Regions from separate parts of the Mus musculus genome. Here regions 1 and 3 are each linked to region 2. A link is a contact called in public ChIA-PET data. All regions are on one chromosome and are shown on one strand. Each heading gives the region's core, a stretch centred on a gene start, on an enhancer-like site or on the middle of the called end of the contact. The rest is flanking DNA. Distances are from core to core; before and after follow the strand shown.

What was found. ChIA-PET counts read pairs in DNA pulled down with a chosen protein or histone mark.
Region 1: a contact with region 2 is called in an RNA polymerase II ChIA-PET map of memory CD8 T cells, with 56 read pairs. The contact joins the promoter of Zap70 here to the enhancer-like site in region 2. A contact is called at or near these places in 4 of 115 datasets of contacts at active chromatin or transcription factors (effector CD8 T cells, embryonic stem cells, memory CD8 T cells and 1 more) and 3 of 9 other capture datasets (adipose tissue, macrophages and pancreatic islet).
Region 3: an RNA polymerase II ChIA-PET map of memory CD8 T cells shows a contact between it and region 2, with 9 read pairs. The contact joins two enhancer-like sites. A contact is called at or near these places in 1 of 484 Hi-C or Micro-C datasets (CD4 T cells), 5 of 115 datasets of contacts at active chromatin or transcription factors (double positive thymocytes, effector CD8 T cells, embryonic stem cells and 2 more) and 2 of 9 other capture datasets (adipose tissue and liver).

What each region holds. Positions count from the first base shown.
Region 1 is chr1:36,760,269-36,763,228 of GRCm38.p6, forward strand. Zap70 (zeta-chain (TCR) associated protein kinase) reads left to right here and starts at 1,530. Exons shown (of 13, transcript NM_009539.3): 1 at 1,530-1,674.
Region 2 is chr1:36,999,018-37,001,916 of GRCm38.p6, forward strand. No RefSeq gene overlaps it. Among named protein-coding and RNA genes, the nearest start is that of Vwa3b, 29 kb to the right of the region's middle. Within about 2 kb of position 1,519, at least 93 of the 459 cell types and tissues checked have an H3K27ac peak or open chromatin away from gene starts, as enhancers often do. A contact at or near this core is called in adipose tissue, embryonic stem cells, macrophages and 2 more, where this site is marked.
Region 3 is chr1:36,806,319-36,809,250 of GRCm38.p6, forward strand. It overlaps Tmem131 (transmembrane protein 131), which reads right to left. Exons shown (of 41, transcript NM_018872.2): 30 at 2,509-2,667; 31 at 1,566-2,158. Among named protein-coding and RNA genes, the nearest start is that of Zap70, 46 kb to the left of the region's middle. Within about 2 kb of position 1,628, at least 31 of the 459 cell types and tissues checked have an H3K27ac peak or open chromatin away from gene starts, as enhancers often do. A contact at or near this core is called in memory CD8 T cells, where this site is marked.

The DNA.
Region 1 (2,960 bases), core at 280-2,779, 240 kb before region 2:
CTCCTCCCCTCCCAGGGCACCTGCCATATTTTTCCCACTTGAGGTCTGATGTTCCTTTAGCTATGGAGCCAAACATGGCCTGCCTAGTTTCAGCTGCCTGCGCACTCGGGCCTCTCTGGCCAGTGTGAGGCAGAGGGAGGTTTCCTAGAGGAGGCCAGGTTGCTTCTCCTCAGAGGCACACCTGGAGGTGTTGGGGCACAGGTTCAATTTTTTTCCTAGGCTCTGAGTTCACAGTTTACTGGACACCCCCCCTCCCACCAGACGCGCTGAGTTCCCTAGCATCCGGTAGCCCTTCCCTCTGAAGTTCAAAGGACGTGCCTCCCTCTTGCCACCTCATGGGACAATGCTCCTATCTGTGGCGATCTGCATCCTCTCCTCAGTGAAGCAGACATACTGCGGGCTGCAGCTATGACACTGTTTCCAGTCGCAAGCTTCTGGACACGAAGTGGGACAGGAAGGGGCTTGTGGCTTGCTGAGACCAAGATGTCCCTTCTCTGAGCACTGGAGATTCCCACCTCGGAGGAGGAGAATGCCGCCCATTTCCCCCACCCCCAACCCCCATCCCCGGCCCCTGATGCTTTCAAGTAACTGGTGTGGCTCCCAGAGACCTTGGGGCAATGCACATTTCTAGTATGATCTAGATATGTGAAGTGGTCAAGGTGGTAGACCCTTGTGGGGCTGGACTAGAGTGTATGAGTGTCGGGGGACCCCGCCTACTTGTCCCAGCTCCAGAGCCAGTTCTTCCCAGAGCTCCTGTAGAATAACCCTGCCATCGTGGCTTTTTCTAGGTGAACACCAGCCTAGCTCTGGAGTCCCAGTGGGCTCACCCCTCCCTCACCCCAGCTTTAGAGCTTTAGAGCCTGCCTCTAGGGTTCCGGCAGAGGCCTGCCCCTGGATGCTTCCAAGAAATTGGGCACTGTACTGTCTAGATTTATATCAACTTGACACGTATTATAGTTATCTGAGAGGAAACCTCAATTGAGAAAACGCTTCTATAAGGTTGCGTTGTGGGCGTCTGATGGTGGGTGGAGCCATTCCCAGGCTGGTGGTCGTGGGTTCTAGAAGAAATCAGGCTGAGCAAGCCAGTAAGCAGCAGCCCTCCATGGCCTTCGCATCAGTTCCTGCCTCCAGCTTCCTGCTCTGTTTGAGTTCCTGCTCCAACATACTTCGATAATTAGCTGTGGAAGTATAAGCCAGGTAGACCCATTCCTCCCGAACTTGCTTTGGTCACTGTGTTAATCACAGTAATAGCAACCTTATCTAGGACAGGAACACATTGGGGACCCCTCCTTTCCAGAACTTGCCCTTCCCCCAACACTCCAGGTGCCCCCCTCAGGTGGGGGCTCACTGTGGGAAGCAGCCTTTGCCCCAATCCCTGGCTGCTACAATCCCCACCTTCCTCTTGTGTTCCCGACACCCTGCGGCTGGTACTGCGTGACCCCGGAAATGTGCTCTGCCCCGCCAGGAGCATGTGGCCTGTGATTTTCCTTCCACACAGCATTTTGTTGCTTTGACGTCAACTTCAAACACGGCTCTCTTTCCTGTCTTCGCATCAAGGAAATAGGCTGAGCTGCAAAGAAAGGTGCTGGTGAGAAAAAGTGCTCTGGGGACACCAGGCCTTCCGGCTGGGCCCTGCCGTACCCTGTGAGCTGTGATAGCCTCGAGGGTGTCCAGGTGAGTGGCCACCCTTTAGCCTTTGGTGGAGGGAGTGTGACTGGGTGTCACTCCCTTACTCTGATCTCTGTGTGAGGAGGGTGGGGTCCGCAGGGGCCTGAGGCTGGGCTTGGGTAGGCCCAAGTGGTAGGGACCTGAGACTTTGCAATCGGTGGAGCTAAGGGGCGCCCTTGGGGAAACAGGTCACCCGAGGGGTGCCGGTGTCTTTTTCTGGGTTCCTAGACTCCTGTTGGGTCGGCTCCTTGGCTTTAGAAAGCAGCACAGGCAGGCTGGTACAATAGGCCTGTGAGCTTGGACAACAGAATGTCAGTAGCTCTGGAGAGGGGCTCGAGTCAGGCTCCACTCGGAGTCAGGTCATGTTAAAGCAGGGGAAAGGAACTATCACTAGATCTCTGCTCCGTAGCTGTGTGCTCTTGACAGTTGTCTTGGCCTCTCTGAATCTGCATTTAAAAAACAGATACAGAGTTGGCTGCCTGTTAAATGCTTGCCTTGTTTGTTGGCCAAGAGGCTGGAAGAGGTATCTCAGACAGTGAGGCCTGGCAGAAAATAGCAGGGTTCCTGTGAACGGTCACAGTGACATTCATTGCTCTTGTCTTAGCTAGGACATCAAACACACAGTAGGTGTTTACTGAAGCCTTGCTGAAAGATTGGGGTCACCAAGTCCTAAGTTGGAAAATCGAAGGTGTCACCTGCTAAGGTTCCTCTGACAAACCCAAAGTTCACCTGACCTTCAGTTTTGCCTTTGCAACCCCCGCAGATGCTCTGGTGGGCCAGCAGCCTGGAGGGTGTTAAAGTTTACACTTTTTAGGGCCAGGGGCCTGGGTCCATTTAGATCTGCCTGCTCTTTATTGCTGTGTGACCTTGGGCAAGTCACCCCACCTCTCTGTGCTTTCACAGTTTCTGTATCTGACACCTCATTCAGTGTTCAGGGACATAGGTGCCATATAGTTAATAGGTTGTTAGGATGCTAATTGTTATCATTAGCTCTGGAGGGTCTCAGGCCCTGATCACAGATTCTGGAAACTTCCACGAGGCCTGCAGCATCTGAACCACCCTATACTGACCACCCCTGCTCAGGCCCAAGGACCACAGGAACGGGGTCATGCTGACCTAAAGCCAGCTGACGCCGCCTGTCCCCAGTGGGCACTAGTGTCTGGAGATGTTTTTGGTATTAACTTGGGCAATCCCGGCATGCAATGGGTAGATGTCAAGAATGCTGTCAAACACCCCTTCCCACGGCCCTTCCCTCACCATTCCTCTACTCTATGGGCACTGTCCTGGGTCGC
Region 2 (2,899 bases), core at 269-2,768:
TACATACATATACTCATACACACATATATAAATACATACACACATGGAATGTATGCATTACATGTTTACATATATTTATATCATACACATACATATATATGCACATATAATACATACATACATACACACATATATACACTTATACTCTCATATATACATGTATGTACATATGGGATATATGTACATACATGTTTACATATATTTATATCATATACACATATATAATATATACACACTTATGTATACATGCACTCATACACACATATACATATACATAATACACACATGGAATGTATGCATATACATATCTATATATATTTAAACCATACACACATATACATATACATGTGTGTATATACTCACACACATACATATATACACTCATGCACACATATACACACATATATATACATGCATACACATATGGAATGTATGTATACACATGTTTATAAATATATCATATACACACATAGATAATACATATATATACACATGTATATATACACTCACACACATATATACACACATACACATATGGAATGTATGCACATACATATTTACATATATTTATACCATACACACATATACATATACATGTATATGCATGCACACACATATGTATACATATGTACACATATGGAATATATGTATATACATCTTACATATATTTATATCACACGCACACACAGACGAACACACACACATGGTACTGTTCATATATCCTATGGAAAAGCAGAAGCTGGAAATGAATGAGATCTGGAAACGGCAGTGGTTCCAGGGAAAGCTCAGTTGGGAAGCTCTTGGTGTACATGGAGCCTGGGCTCAATTCCCAATATTGCAAACAACAGCAACAGTACACCTGTTCCCTCTTCCCAGAAGTCCCCAGTTGGATCTTTAGAGCATGTTAGAAATTGTGTTTTTTTGGTGATCTTTCCCAAACTGAAGCTTGCTGCTGAGGGTCTAGACCCTCAGTAGAAGCAAATTAAGACTGAGTTTCCTTGCTATTAAGTTTAGTAACAAGCTCACTTTTACCGGCACCTGTGGACATCCTGTGACAATACACTCCTGTCCTTCATTGTTAATGAGGCACAGCCTACAGGTACCCAGAATGCTGACCTGAGCCTAGTAGTGAGAAGGCCACTTATCCCTTAGTGTTGAAGGAGTTGTGTGGAGAACCCTGGCCTCTCCTTTCACCTGGCAGTAATGGCATAGCCACTCTTTTTTTTTTTTTTCTGATAGAATAATATCAAAAGAAGCAAGTAAAATAAATTTTAAATGAGACTCAAAATCTCATAGAGCAGTGCTCAAGATGTATGAGATACAATAGAAAAATCACCCATTGTAACAGGAACCTGAAAGCTCACAAAGGAAATTTCAAAATGACGAATAAATTCCAGCCCTAAGGTGACAGCCACGGAGGTCATCTGATGAAGATTTAAAGCATCTACAATGACAAAGAAACCGGAACCAACAAATGTTATGAATGTGCTTGAAAATGAAACCAACCGACATTCTAGTAAAGAAACGGGAACCACAAAGAACTATGTGGAGGGGCTGGAGAGAAGGGTGCTTGTTGCTCTTGCAGAGAGGTCCTAGCAGCCATGTTTGAGGCTCACAACACCTGTCACTCCAGCTCCAGGGGATCTTATGGCCCTGGCCTTGTGGGTCCCTGCACTCACATGCATACCTCTCCTCCCACATATACACATGATTAGAGCATAAGAAAGATGTAAAGAAAGAAGTGGACATTTTAGAACTGGACAGTGTAACAACTGGAAACTACAACAGGCAAGCTCAGTAAAAGGAAGAAGCCGGAGAGAGAATGAGAGACTACAAAGCTAGAACAACAGAAACGACCCAACTTCAACAAGTAAGTGTACGGATTTCTGTACACATATATGCATGCAATAACACACACACACACACACACACACAGAGGGAGCATGGGTTTGAAGGAGAGTGAGGAAGGTTTGGAGGGAGGAAAGAAAAGGGATGAATGCTGTAGTTAAATTATAATTTCAAAAGAAAAAAAATTTAGTGTTGACTAGATCGTAGCATTTATTTTCCTGTGACAAAAGACCTAATACTTGTCTCGAGAAAATAGAGAAAGAGCGTAGAATTAAAAAAAAAAAAAAAAAAGATGCTAGAAGATGTAGGGACTGAAATACTCCTCAGACTTGACAAGTCACCTAAAGACACAAAAGAAAGATACCAAGAATACAACAAAGGGAATTAAGGCTTAAAAAAACAAAACAAAAAAACAAACCAAAACCACTAATAAGAAACAGCAGGAAGAGAGAGAGAAAGGAAGAGGGGCAGAGGAGGAAGAAGGAGGAGGAGAAGGAGGAAGATAAAGAAGAGGAAGGAGCAGAAGAAGGGGGAGGAGGAAGAAGATGAAGGAGGAGGAAAGTGAGGAAGAGGAAGGAGGAGGAAGATGAAGAGGGGGAGGAGGAGGCAGGCAGCATCCCACAGGCATGAGGAAATGTCTGAAGACTAAAGAGTGATAAGTTATCTCTCCATTTAGTAATGAGCCAGTTAAAACCAGATTAGAGTATAGTAAACAGGTTTACTATAAATAATAAATAAAGCAGGTTTATTGGGAAGCTGCTTTCGGGCAAGTTCAATGGTCACAAGGACGGAGGTCAGGGAAGTTACAAATGGAGAGGGAGAGAGGGGGGGGGAGAGGGAAGAGAGAAAGACAGAGAGAGGGAAGGGAGAGAGAGAGAGAAGAAGAACAACACCTCTGGATTATGTAGGGAAGAGTGCCTGGGGGGGTGGGGGAAGGCAGCTCAGCCCCTGATCTGGAAAGTTCAGGGTTGGGAGCAGGATATGCCAGGAAGGGACTGAGGGATGCTGGGAGAGCCTGGAGGCCAGGTCTGCTTTGATACGTAAAATACCT
Region 3 (2,932 bases), core at 378-2,877, 190 kb before region 2:
ACCTAAGGGGGCCAGGGAGTGGATGTGGTGGTTTGGATAAGAATGCCCCCTAAGGCTTGGTCCCTAGTTGGTGGAACTGTTTGTGTCCAGGGAGTGGGCTTGGAGGTTTCACATCAATCTCAGTCAGTAATGTCTTTCTGCTTCAAGATGTGAGCACTCATCCCTGCTGTGGAACCCTGTGTGCCCTGCCTGCTGCCATGTTCCCTGCCTTGATGGCCATGGGACCGTGAGCCCTCAGAGCAAATGCTTCACTTTATAAGCATTGCTTTGGTCATGGTGTTTTGTCACAGCAATAGAAAAGCAACCAAGACACCTGGCCTGGTCTTGCTGCGACCCACGCATTCTCCTGGTCTCTACAAGGGGCACACACCACACCCACAGGGACTTTCCTCCCTTGGTCTCCTGTGCCTAATCTGCAACTCCGAAACCCAAAAGCCCCTCAACGCTGTTGTCCCCTAGCTTGTTTGAAATGAACTATACCATGATTGATGGCTTGTGGTCGCACCCCCTTAGATGAACTGATGGAAAGGCTGCTTGCAGTCTTAGGAACCACATGGTCTATGCGCCACATTTCTTTCCAAGTTCTGAGTCCCCAATCTTGCGGTTCTGGATTGCTCTAGTCTTGAGGCCCTGCCACTGCCAATAAGGTGTATTCCTCTGTACCTTACCCATGAGGCTGCACACAAGCGCCTGTTCCCACTCCCACTACTCTGAAGCCTTCGCTCATGCTCCCTGTTAGACCTCGCTGTCACTCTGGCCTTGGATTTTCCATCCCTTGAATTGTTCACACTTCTCCTGTTTGTGTGGTTCCTTCTGGCAAAGTTCCTTCCCTAACCTACCAATTCTGCAGATCTGGTACATCCCTCACTCCTCTGCCTACAAGACTGTGATGTGTGCACGGCCACCACTTCCTGTTGTCCCTGTCCTGTTGGCCAGCCTCTTTGGAGGTTTCACCAACTATTTTTTCACTTGCTTCTTTTGCCCCTTTTCCTATTTAGAGAGAGGTGTCAGTGTGTAGCCTCACTGACCTCAAGCCTGTGACAAACTTCCTGTCTCTACCTCACCAGTACAACTACAGATGTGTGCACAGCTAGAAATTCTATTTTGAGTTAAGAGGTAGATGGTTTTGGTTTTAGCCCTGTTTTCAAAATATTTTTGTTTGTTTGTTTTTTGAGACAAGGTTTTTCTGTGTATCCCAGGCTGTCTTGGAACTCGCTCTGTAGAACAGGCAGGTCTTGAACTCAGAGATCCTCCTGCCTCTGTCTCCCGAGTGCTAGGATTAAAGGTATGTGCCAGCAATACCTGGCCTCAAAATAATTTTTAAAAATGACTGTAACAGTTATCACCGGCAGCCGTCCATCAGATTCTGTCTGGAGAAACAAGGGAAGAACAAGTTTCATGACAAGCAGTTGCTTCCGTTTGCACTGTGATACAGAGAGGCCATTGCTTCCCGCAGGAGATGGGTCTGAGCTACCTAACAAGGTGCTGTATCCACTGCCTATGATCCTGACTGCTCCTTCTCCCTCACACGCCTTGTTCTTTGGAAGGGGGTTGGACAGGGTTACCTTTGCTTTTTGACATCGGTGACGGAGGCTGCTCTGTAAACACGTCTAGGGGGGAGGAGTCGTGGTGGTCAAAGTCTTTGTCCATGGCTTCTATGAGACTGGTGATGTCGGAGTCCTCTGAGCTGTGCCGTGTGGTGCTGGCTCGCTCGGGGTGGGAAGGGTGTGTGAGGGGGGCAGGAGACAGCCTTTCGGGTGGTGGCTCCTGGTGCTGAGGCACTGGTGGTGGAGGCTGTGAGTGCTGCTCCAGTGGGCTGTGGCTGTGGCTGTGGTGCTGGCTGCTGTGCTGGCCCTGCTTTGCCCCTCTGGACTTCCTGCTTGCTGTGTGACCCTGGGTTGCTGCAGCTGTCTCTGAGACTAGGGGGCTGGTTTTGCTTGTAGACTGTGAGGCAGCTGCTTGTGGAGAAGTCCTGCTTGACATACTTGAACTGTTTCTGGTTCTGACGTTGTCCACATCAGCTGAGTTTTTGCTGCCATGGCTGCTGTGTGGGTGGACTGATGTGCCACACTGCCTGTGACTGCCTGTACCAGGCCGGGATGATGCGTTACTATAGAAACCCCTACCATGACTGTGTTCGCAGCCAAGTGTGTTCAAGCTGAAAAATGGATCAATTGAAAAATCAGTAAGCAGTAACTTCCAACCTAATACTAAGAAAAAAATTTCATTAGTAAACCCATCATAAAGAGAAACTAGGGACAGAAGTGGAAGGGATCAGAGCCACAACCTTCTACAGTTTGTCACCTCTGACAGTTATAAATAAGGTTAGGACTAATAACTAATAACTAAGCATATTTTGTCCCTGTTAAGAACTCTCATGAGTTCTCAGTATCTGAGCACCAGAATCGTTTTTTAAAAAATTCCGAGTAAAGATAAATTTCACTTCTTGTAATTATATCAGCTAAGTCTATGTGTATTAAAAAGTGGACTTTTAGTATATGAACATACTTTCCTTCAGATGAAATACCAACGATTCTCCTGAGATCAAATGGCCTTCCTACATCAAAGGGCGGGTTTGAGGCTTCAAAGGAGAGTCGCCTTCGGAAGGGCTCCCAAATCCCTTGAGCTTCCAAGTAGGCTGTTCCAATGACCAGGAGAAAGAGTGCACTGTGGAGCAGAGGGGCGGGTCAGCATTCTTTGCCAAAACAAGAATAATATTTGGTTACCACAGGCTCCTTGATAACTACAGAATGATGTAAAAACTCCAAGTTGTCTGTAACACACTTTTAAGGAAAGACAAAAATGAAGCATCGTAGTTCAGAGTTTATAGGACCGATCTCTGCGTACAGTATTTAGGCTGCACGGATGCCGGTGCGCTACATGCATGCAATACCCACGGGGGCCATAAAAGGGGATGGGCTCTCCTGGAGCT